Linked DNA regions of Mus musculus: all the other regions are linked to region 3. The links are chromatin contacts, called in public promoter capture Hi-C maps. All regions are on one chromosome and are shown on one strand. The core of a region is the stretch at or near the end of the contact, and the rest is flanking DNA. Distances in the headings are between cores, read along the strand shown. Region 1 holds the start of Adam17 (a disintegrin and metallopeptidase domain 17). Region 2 holds the start of Ywhaq (tyrosine 3-monooxygenase/tryptophan 5-monooxygenase activation protein theta). Region 3 holds the start of Asap2 (ArfGAP with SH3 domain, ankyrin repeat and PH domain 2).

Region 1 (3,218 bases), core at 473-2,972, 260 kb after region 3:
ACAAGACTGGGAGTGATGGTGCAAGGTCTTTAATCCACCTCTTGGGTCAGAGGTAGATAGATCTCTATGAGTTCAAAACCAGCCTGGTCTGCATTGTGAGTTCCAGGCCAACTAGAGATACATAGTGAGACCCTGTCTCAAAACAGACATTTAAAAGAAAGGGGGGGGGGGGGAGGCGGGGCTGGAGAGATGGCTCAGCAGTTAAGAGCACCAACTGCTCTTCCAAAGGTCCTGAGTTCAATTCCCAGCAACCACATGGTGGTGGCTCACAACCATTTGTAATGCGATCTGATGCCCTCTTCTGGTGTGTCTGACAGCTACAGTGTACTCACATACATACATACATACATACATACATACATACATACATACATCTTAGAAAAAAAAACCCATAGGGTTTCAATCTGAATAATAAAATACTATAATGACATGATCGTAACTTCACACAATTGGGAACACGCTGTTTCACACTTTGTTATTGATTAGCTGAAATGCCTTAGATGGCAACATTTGCAAGCTAAAAGATTCTAAGACACTTGCTAAGTTCCCTATCATCAAAACTATTTGACACTTTGTTACTGATTAACTGAAATGTCTTAGCCACTTTTGCAAGCTAAAGGATCCTAGGATAGCGAGTAAATTGCCTATCGCCAATTTCAATTCAAAACTTCTAAAGCATGCCTTTCCTTAAAATCCAATCTCTAAAAAAATTAAAGTAGAAACCCTAAGTTTCTAGGCAATTTAAATGGGTTATCCCTGGTGATCTGTTAAAAATTGCAAGGAAAACATTCATCTTGACAAGCCAATTCAAGAATTGGCTTGGAAGTTTGAGCCTCGCTCTCTCAGCTAAGCACCTCTCCAACAAGACGGATGATCTCGAAATCCAATGCAAGATTCCAAATACAGTCGAAAAATGCAAATGAAACTACATCAGTCGCCACCTTCCAACCAGGTACTGCATTCAGTACCTCCTACATATAACTTCAAGTTAGCCTCTGAGAGCCAACAAGTGGTGGAGAGCTTTGGGACTGTCCTTTCTTCCCAGGGTCTTGCTTTCAGCAGAAACACCTAACACCTTAGATTCACTTGTTAGCAAGTAAAGGACCTCGACCAAATCTCACACTCCACAAACGAACCATCCATGTGCCAACACCTCTTTTCTAAATATTCCAGAAATAAACCTGGGAGAACTTGCCCGTCCCAGGCCCTCGGTCCCTATGGGAGACCCCTCCAGGATTTCCCTCCTCACTGAGAGACAAGCCCATCTCTTTTTCTCTCTCTAAACACCGAGAGCCACACCCCCCTTCCTTCACTTGAAAACTTCGGGACGCGCCACGGGAGCCCAATATCCCGCCCCTAGCACCCCGGCGCGTCCCTCCAATCACTCTGGGGTCAGATAAGTCAGTTTGCTCCCCGAACTCTTTACCAAGTCGCGGATGGGAGCCAGAGCCTGCTTCCTCCGGAGGTCGGGGTGCCAGGACGAAAGGCACCAAAGTGGTCAGGATGAGGAGACGCCGCCTCATGTTCCCGTCCACCACCTCTCTGGGAAACCTTCTCCGAAAGAGCGTTCGGGAAACTGCTCACATTGGGAGCGGAGGTGATCTTCCCAGCACGGCCCTGCAAACTTCTCCCTCCCGCGCCGCCTACAGGGAAGCTAGGCTCACGTCCCCGGAAGTGCAGGCGGCGCTCGCTGAGAGCGGCTTAACTCGTTTCCGGCCGCAGCCGGAGACCACCCCGCGGCCCACAGCCGGAAGAAGGGTGCCGTAGAGCATTGTGGGAGGCGTGGCTCGCCCCGCCCCGGCGCGGCGCCGGCAGAACGCCATCTTCTGGGCTCTGTTCCTTCCTGGTCCCTCTGGGGCCTGCTTGGCGCCTTCCTGGCCTTCAGCTGGCGGCGTCCTGACTCGACCCTCTCTCTCTCGCCTCTGTCCCCGGGTGACCGCGGGGAACGAAGGTGGGAGAGGATGGGCAGGTCCTTAGACAGGTGCGACCTTCTTCGTGATTAAAGTCCCCTTCAGCGTCTTTATTGAAGGGTCTGTGAAGTCTGGCGTGGGGTCAACTACCTGCCTATGGGATGGGGGCGTGAAGTCGGCCACAGTGCCCTGGAGATCCGCCCCACGCGGATCGGGTGTGCTGTTCGGCGACTTGCTGCGGGAGACTAGGTCTCTTGTCACTGAAAATGCTCAGGGGACTGTACATAGACTTATGCAAAGACATTTATTTGCTCCTTGGTTCCTTACTCTAGGCAGTCTCCTAGTGAACAGGAGCGACCATCTACCCCCTAACTCTTGTAGTTGGTTTCCCTACTCGACCCCTTGTGGTTTTGCGGTCTTTTTTTTTTTTTTTTTCCCTGTGTTATTGTTTGTGGTACTGAACATTAATAGCCCTGGTCAGATTTCAAGTCGTCTTCCAGAAAAAGATAAACTGATTTAAATTTGTTCGTTGTGGAATGTCTTGCAACATTTTCAACAGTTACTGACTTTGCACATTTTTTTGGGGGGCATGTTAGCTAAACTAGTCTGTACAACCGAGGTATAAACACTTTCACTAGGTACACATTCAAGGAATACCTAACCAAAAAAGAAAGTCACCCCCACAAATTAGATGCCAGCTTTTTTTTGTTTTGTTTTGTTTTGTTTTGTTTTGTTTTGTTTTTTTCGAGACAGGGTTTCTCTGTATAACCCTGGCTGTCTTGGAACTCACTCTGTAGGCCAGGCTGGCCTTGAACTCAGAAATCCGCCTGCCTCTGCCTCCCGAGTGCTGGGATTAAAGGCGTGCGCCACCACCGCCCGGTAGATGCCAGCTTTTTAATAATAGAAATGCTATGATATTTCTCTTGAGTGTCCAGGCTCCATGTCCCCAGGTTTGTAACTTTAGTTGACTGCAGATTATATTGTTTGTGTCGCCTAGCTTTTGTGCAGCTGAGCTATGTTTAGTAAATGCTATTTCAGTGGCACTCAGCCTTCCTAATGCTTTGGACCCTCTACTACAGTTCCTCATGTGTGGAGACCCTGAACCATAATTGTTTAATTGCAGCTTCATGACTATAATTTTGCTACGGCTATAAACGGTAATGTAAATAACTGCAGGGTACCTGATAATGGGACCCTGCACCCCCCAAAGGGATACTGACCCAAGGGGTTGAGTACCACTGTGCTAGGTTTTTGGTTTGTTGGGTTTTTTTTGGGGGGGGGAGGGGTGTCTGTTTTTGTTGGGTTTTT
Region 2 (3,555 bases), core at 278-2,777, 310 kb after region 3:
CCTATCAGCTACCAGCTGCCTCATATAAAGGTGGCATGTGAAGAGCAAACCCAGCAGCTACTTCATCATCAGTCTATAACTACCTATCAATGTGAACAGGAGTCACAGTTTGCAGCATTAATATCTGACACTCTATGGCATGCTATTTAAATTTTAGAAACTTGCTTTATTGAATAAGAGATCTGGGCAATGAATGACTCAAGATTTAAAAGTGCCCCCTCTAATAAGGGTGAATCATAGCAGTTAACATCCCGGTTGGGACTGGATAGTGCAAAACCTGGAAAGCCTTCCTTGCCCATCCACACCAGAAATGCTTTCATTTCCATACACCGGACTAAAGTGAGGCAACAAATAGAAAACAAACAAACAAACACTATTAAATAGTGAAATTTGACCAGGGCATGGTATTCTTCAAATTATCTGTATCCTTTTCATCCAGTGAACTCATCCACCCACCCACCCCCACACCTCTTTAGCAAGGAAAGGCTCAACATATTCTTACATGAAAAATAAAACATGTCTAGATTTTTCACTCCTAAATCTTGGGGGGCTGGGGAAATTCTAGCATCTCTATGGTAAAAGTCCCCATGCCTTCTACGACATGAAAGAACTTACAGATCTCAGGACCACTCTCCTGGCACAAGGTTAAATAGGTCTTTTTCAGTCTTGTGCAAGCCTACGCGGCTACTCCCCCCAAGTTTTTGTACCCCAGAGCTTGGGAAAAAAAGAGTTACCCACCCCCGAGAAAGCTCTGAAACAGGTAAGAAGGAAGCCTGGGGCTCAAATCACAAACTCTCTATCCCACAGGTTTCTCCCCATCGGGAACACCACACAAAAGGGGTGTCGCTCCCGCCGCCCTACTCCCTCACTAATGCCGGCGCCAACTCACCAGGACCGTGGTGCAGATGGACCTCAGCTCCGACTCCACTTTCTCCCGATAGTCCTTGATCAGCTGCAACTTCTTGTCAGAGGTGTCGGTCTTCTGCTCAATGCTCGAGATGACCCTCCAGGCGGACCTGCGGCCCCCTACCACGTTTTTGTAGGCCACCGACAGCAGGTTGCGCTCCTCGTTGGACAGCTCGGCGCCCTGCTCCGTCACGGCTTTCATGCAGGTGGCCATGTCGTCGTAGCGCTCGGCCTGCTCGGCCAGCTTGGCCTTCTGGATCAGCTCGGTCTTCTCCATGGCGAGCGAGGGCGAGCGCCGAGCCGGATCCGGAGTCCTCCTGAGAGCCGCGAGGGGCGGGGCGGGGCGGCGCCGGCGAGGACAAAAAGGAGCGAGGAGAGAGCGCGTCAGACAATGCAGCCGGACGCCCGCTTTGTCTCAGCGCACGAGGCGGCGCGTCCTCCGGCCTCTCACGGGGCCGCCGCCTTCCGCCCGCGCCCTCCGGCCCGCCCGCCGCGCCTCCCCAAGGCCGGAGCGCGGGCCCCACCCGGCCCAAGATGGAAGCGGCCGTTGGTGCCGCACCTTCCCGTCCCAGCCCGAACCTCAGGCGCGCGGTAGCCTAGCAGATATGAGGACCGTGCTCCGCCAACCCGGCCTCGGTACCTCGCGGCGGCTGTTGCAGCCGCAGTCCCAGAGCTGTGTCCGCACTCACCTTCTAGTCTCCGCAGCCGCGACGCGAGTCCCACCACTTTGATCTGCTTTGGGCTTTAGCCGAGGACCCTCCCGTCTCAGCCTAGCACGGAGCCGACGAGCTCGCCACCGACCAATAGAACGCTGCACCTCCCCAAGGAGTCCCGCCTCTAGCTTCTCCTCTGTCCAATGAGGGGCGAGCGCGCGGAAGGGGGCCCAGGGGGCGGGGCGGGAAGCGAAGCGGAGGCTCCGAGGGTGGGTCGGCTCGGGTAGGTTCGGTTGGCCCGCAGGCTGCGGCTTCGGCCACGGGGTTTCCTCCAATTAGATCCAGGGTGAATGGACGTCACTGTTGCCATGGCGATGCTTTTCCAACTCCCCTCATCCTCCCCGCCAGCCCGGCACTCCTGGGTGCGGCACGGGACCGGAGGTGCTTTCGACCTCCGAGGCTGCGACCGCGTGTCCTGTAGCAGCAACCACTGCAGATGGGGCGTTGCAGCTCTCGAGCTGCTGCGGCTGCAGCTGGACTTGGCAGGGGTGAGATAATTAGCCCTTTTGATGCACAAGCGCCTTCCTTTCTTCTACCTTCCTGTTCTTGACAAAGGTTTGTATCCCCAAGACATTAAAATGCAACCCTTACAATTTTCCTGTTTCGGCTACAAATTAGAAATATCCTGATCCCCATTAAAAAAGGATTCGTTCCCAGAGAAAGTGGCTTAATTCAAGTTTTCACACAGGCACCCGAAAGCCAGCAATTCCCTTATGGAAAGGTAGATTCAGGAGATCTGGGCAGGACTGCGTGGCAGCGTCAGGTAAGCATTTCTTTAAAACGGGGAAATGACATTAAGCACGATTTGAACAAACACAGCTGTGACTACCCGATCCCCGGAAGCATATTTCTTAAACATTTCTTTACTACTTTTCCACATTAATGTCTAAGTACACCCTGCCCCGAACACACACACCTTTGTACTCTGTAAAGCATGTATGCATGCTTTTGTTTTTTGTGTGTGATGGGTTTTTTTTCTCCTGATATATTTGTGAAGATCTCATGTTTTTCTCTGCACAATAAACACCCTTCTGAAATGAGAGCATTTGCCCCAGATGCCATGTATTCAGGGTCACAGCTAACATTTTTCTCCTTTAAATAGGCTCCCTTATTTCCTAGCCCTCAATCCAATTCCTAGTGAGGTGGCTGTCCTACCGGACTCAAAGAATGAAACTGCCACCTGGGCTCTGAAGAGATGCCAGTTCCAGTAGTTCCTCAAGGGTTCAAAGAACTTCAGTGACTGCCACAGGCAAAGTGGATTCAAATGCTAAACGGAACCAAGCAGACCGAAGACTGCAGAAAGGAAGGTCTGACACTGAGCACAGATGGGGGGGGGGGGGGGAAGAGACGAAGCTTCCAGAAATTCAGATCTCCTCCCAGCTGCCCCTCCCTACCCAACTTGTAAAGGTTGCTTTGTGCTTTGACCAGGAGAGGCCTGGTTGGAAAGTGACTCTACTCTGTCTTAATACAGAAACGCCTTACTATGCTCCAGTGCAGCGGCGGACGGCCCGGTGTTATTTCTGGAATCCCCAAGGCCAGGCTGCAAGACACACGAGCGTTTATGTTCCTGTGGGTTGGGGTGGAGCTGGACACACAGAAATCCCAACGGATAAAATGCCTTCTGTATAAGCAGTGGATTTCAAGATTCCCTAAATTAGAGCAGCAAACCCAGCCCATAGAGAGGAGACGCCCATGGAGGTGATGAGAGAGGAGACATATGAAGGGAAATTGTCAAAAAGGTTGTTTCTGAGTGAGGCCTACCCAAAAGAGGCACGTGCCAAATATTTACCACAAACAAGCTCATATGATCATGTGAAATCAAAAACTGACACATTATGAAATTGTAATATCTGAGGGACTCCATAGAATCTGCTTGTGTCTGAAAAAAAAATTCTTGGTACTTCAAGTCCCAGAACACAGAAAAGCTGACATTTAG
Region 3 (3,196 bases), core at 341-2,840:
GACCAGGTCTCCAAAAATAAAACCTTGAAAAGTCACAGGGAATATTCTTCAATTTCAGAGCAGAACAAAAGGACTTATAGGTGGGAAGAGAGGCAGAGGGATCAGAAGATTGCTTTGTGCAGGAGAGCCTGTACTATAACACAATACCCTCGAGTTATACATGCTGAGATAGGTGTGCTCCTGAGACACTAAATGGAAAGATGTTCACAACAGTGGAAAGTGGCAGAGAGTTGCAGAGTTTTGGGATTGCAATTTATTCCCTTGCGCAGGAATAAAAGCTACCCACTGGCGCAGCTATTTTTGAAGGCTGAACTTATTCACACGCAGTGCTGGTAAAATACCAGAAGCCATACATAATGTCTGACCCCAGCTGCCACCTCATACAGCAGATTTGTACATGGGAGCCTTAAAAAGATTGACTGGTCTACTGTCCTATGGCAGTAGGAGACCACTTTTATTTCCCATGTTGGGTTTACAATGTCCCTCACATTCCCTCCTTTTCAGACATACAAAAGGTTTTTGTAAAGTTTCTCTAGGCTGTATTGTTGGCAGCAGCAGTAACCGTGCCTCTTGCCTCGGGGAGTTAGAGGGTGTGATTTTTGACTAGTGTCTTCAGAACCTCTGGGTTTTTAAAATACAGCTGAGAATTTCTGAATGAGCTATAGACGAAAATGTCCTAATTCAAATGATTTATTGGCCCAGTTGTGTCTGTGATCAGTCAGCTGTGGGTTGGAGTACTCTCTGAGAACCTTCAGGTACAATACCTCACACACACCCCCAACCATGCTCTACCTCTGGTTCTCTTGGGTATCCCTCACTTCCGACAGCACATCAATCAGTGCATTCTATGATTTCCTCAGGGTGAAGCCTGGCCTAGCACCCTAAAACTGTTTTCAAGTAACTGGGAGTGTCCCTAAATGTACAAGCTTAGGGAACAAGATGCTTACTAGGGGTTGGAGTATTCTTCCAAGTCGAAGGTCATGGGTTTGAATTCCCCTTCGGCTTGTACCATGGTCACCTCCCTATGCAAAATACCTGCCTTTACTCTTGGCTTCTTGAGGCTGTGAGAAGGTGCACAGACACATGGTCCCTACATCTTGTCCCGCTAAAGTGCCCTGGAGGATTTCACTGTCCTGTAGGGGGCGAGCTACCCACACTGTCTCACTGGCCCTTTCCTGAGGTTCTGGTGGGGAATTCAGGGGGTTCCGAGGCCAAGGGTGGAATTGGGGAGCAAAAGGGTGGGCTCCCCTCCAGCCGGGAAGCCAGTATCCCGGGTTCCACTCCACGCCCTCTGGGTAATGTTGCTAGAGGTCATGGCGGGTGCGGGGTGGGAGCCGGCACCGCAGCCCGGGAAAGGGCGCGCCCTCGAACCCCAGCACGTCCCGAAGGCAGACACAATGCGGCGGCACACAGCCGCTGACCAGTCCCGAGCGCACATCGCCCTCCTTCCTGCGGCCTCAGCTTCTCGGCGGCGCAGTGGCGGCGAGCGCCCCGATTGGCGGCCAGGCCTGCGCCCCGCCCCGCCCATCGGGCCACCGCCCCCTCCCTAGTCGGGCCCGCCCCTCTCCGCGGGAGGCGTCCGGGCCAGCGGCTTGGTGGCGGGTTGTTCCCGCCGGCTGTGCGCGCCCGCGTCTGGGCTCGCTCGAAGAGGACGCGGCGGCGGCGGCTGCGGCTCCAGGAGCACAGCGGGCAGAGCTGCGGGCTGCACGCGCCCCTGCTGCCACCGGGCGTCCCGCGGTGGCTCCCGCGCCCTGCGGCGGCTTCCGCGCCCCGCGCTCCTCTTTGTCCGTGTCCCTGAGCGGCTGCTGCGGCGGGGTCGGAGCCCGCGCCCTGGGCGACTGAGGCGGCGGCGGCAGTCCGCGCCCCGGTGTTGCAGCGATGCCGGACCAGATCTCCGTGTCGGAATTCGTGGCCGAGACCCATGAGGACTACAAGGCGCCCACGGCCTCTAGCTTCACCACGCGCACGGCCCAGTGCCGGAACACCGTGGCGGCCATCGAGGAGGTGAGCGGTAGCATCGCTGGCGCCGGGCGGGAGGCTAGGGTCGCGGTAATCCCGCTGCGTCCTGGGGACCCGCTGGGCTTTCGCGCCTGGTGCCCGAGACCCAGTGCCCTCCGCCTGCGCCCACACCCTGGAAAAGTTTCTGGTCCCCCAGAGCCGGACGCAGCCGGGCCAGCAGTGCCCGACACAGAAGCCCTTTGTTCCCTGCTCTAGGGAGAGGCTGCTAGGCCACCTTGGGCCTTTTTTGGGAACGCTCCTGTCTGTTCCCATTTCCCTCGCAGGGTTTCAGGTCCTTTGCTCCCACCTCGGAGAGGTCAACTTCGGCTCTGAGTCTGTGGCGGCTGCGAACCGGGGACCCCTGCGAGCTCTACGGGCCCCGGAGAGATGGGTCTCCCTGCGCGGACCTCTCCAACTTGTTCCAGAAGTAGCCCGGCGGGGGCAGCTGTGGCTTCTGAGCCAACAAGCAGAGCAGATCCAGGGGACCCCAAGCTGCTTAGGCACGGGTGCCCATCCCATCTTGGGAGGCCTGGCAGTTCCCACTGCGTGCCACAGAGCAGCGCTGTCGAGGGATGTGGAGAACCAGAGCTTTGAGATCCAAAAGGCCTTTGGTGGCCGCCTCTGGGCTACCTGTGTGGTGCCTGTTGACAGTATGGTCAGCTCCTTTGCCCTTAACCTGGAAAAGGCCTGCTTTTAGTAAGGGCTTTCAAGATGCATAGTCATTGTATTGAGTGGCTAAGCAGCGAGCTCTCCAGATCCCGGGGAAGAGGGACTGCAAGAAGGAAGCAGTTTGGGTTGAAAATTGAAGCAGGCTTGGAAGAGGCTGTGTGAGTCCAGGGACCGCAGCTGTCCGCGACTTGGGAAAGCCTCACTTACATCATTTTCTTTACCTCCCCAACAGAATTTAGAGTTTCGTGTTTTCGGCTCTGTAGGCCATGTGCGTCCAGCTGGACTCACAATAGGTACGAGAACGAGACACACATGTGTAGCAGTAGTGAACCGATGACTACATTTCTTTTGCTTAGAATTTTAAGATCGAGGTAGATATTTTAAAATACTTGTGTCAGAGGCTGGTGTTCGGAGAGCTTTTAAATTAAGCTATGTCATTACATCCTTTCCCCTTGCTTGAACAAAGCATTCGCTATTAGGCTTCGCCTGGGGGGGGGGGGAACTAGACTATTTTTCTTTCGTGTAAAAT

What was found. Capture Hi-C pulls out chosen DNA fragments and counts their contacts.
Region 1: a contact with region 3 is called in a promoter capture Hi-C map of liver. The contact joins the promoter of Adam17 here to the promoter of Asap2 in region 3. A contact is called at or near these places in 5 of 39 promoter capture datasets (cranial neural crest, frontonasal cranial neural crest, hippocampal neurons and 2 more), 5 of 115 datasets of contacts at active chromatin or transcription factors (bone marrow-derived dendritic cells, bone marrow-derived macrophages, embryonic stem cells and 2 more) and 3 of 9 other capture datasets (adipose tissue, embryonic stem cells and liver).
Region 2: a promoter capture Hi-C map of adipose tissue shows a contact between it and region 3. The contact joins the promoter of Ywhaq here to the promoter of Asap2 in region 3. A contact is called at or near these places in 9 of 39 promoter capture datasets (the C10 cell line, cranial neural crest, embryonic stem cells and 6 more), 1 of 484 Hi-C or Micro-C datasets (LSK cells), 4 of 115 datasets of contacts at active chromatin or transcription factors (bone marrow-derived macrophages, extraembryonic endoderm stem cells and pancreatic cancer cells) and 2 of 9 other capture datasets (adipose tissue and liver).

What each region holds. Positions count from the first base shown.
Region 1 is chr12:21,371,910-21,375,127 of GRCm38.p6, forward strand. It overlaps Adam17 (a disintegrin and metallopeptidase domain 17), which reads right to left and starts at 1,723. Exons shown (of 19, transcript NM_009615.6): 1 at 1,427-1,723. The coding sequence starts at 1,523.
Region 2 is chr12:21,415,909-21,419,463 of GRCm38.p6, forward strand. Ywhaq (tyrosine 3-monooxygenase/tryptophan 5-monooxygenase activation protein theta) reads right to left here and starts at 1,528. Exons shown (of 5, transcript NM_011739.3): 1 at 890-1,528. The coding sequence starts at 1,183. It overlaps Gm4419 (predicted gene 4419), which reads left to right and starts at 1,974. Exons shown (of 4, transcript NR_166748.1): 1 at 1,974-2,174; 2 at 2,308-2,382; 3 at 2,722-2,926.
Region 3 is chr12:21,110,166-21,113,361 of GRCm38.p6, forward strand. It overlaps Asap2 (ArfGAP with SH3 domain, ankyrin repeat and PH domain 2), which reads left to right and starts at 1,591. Exons shown (of 29, transcript NM_001135192.1): 1 at 1,591-2,004. The coding sequence starts at 1,879.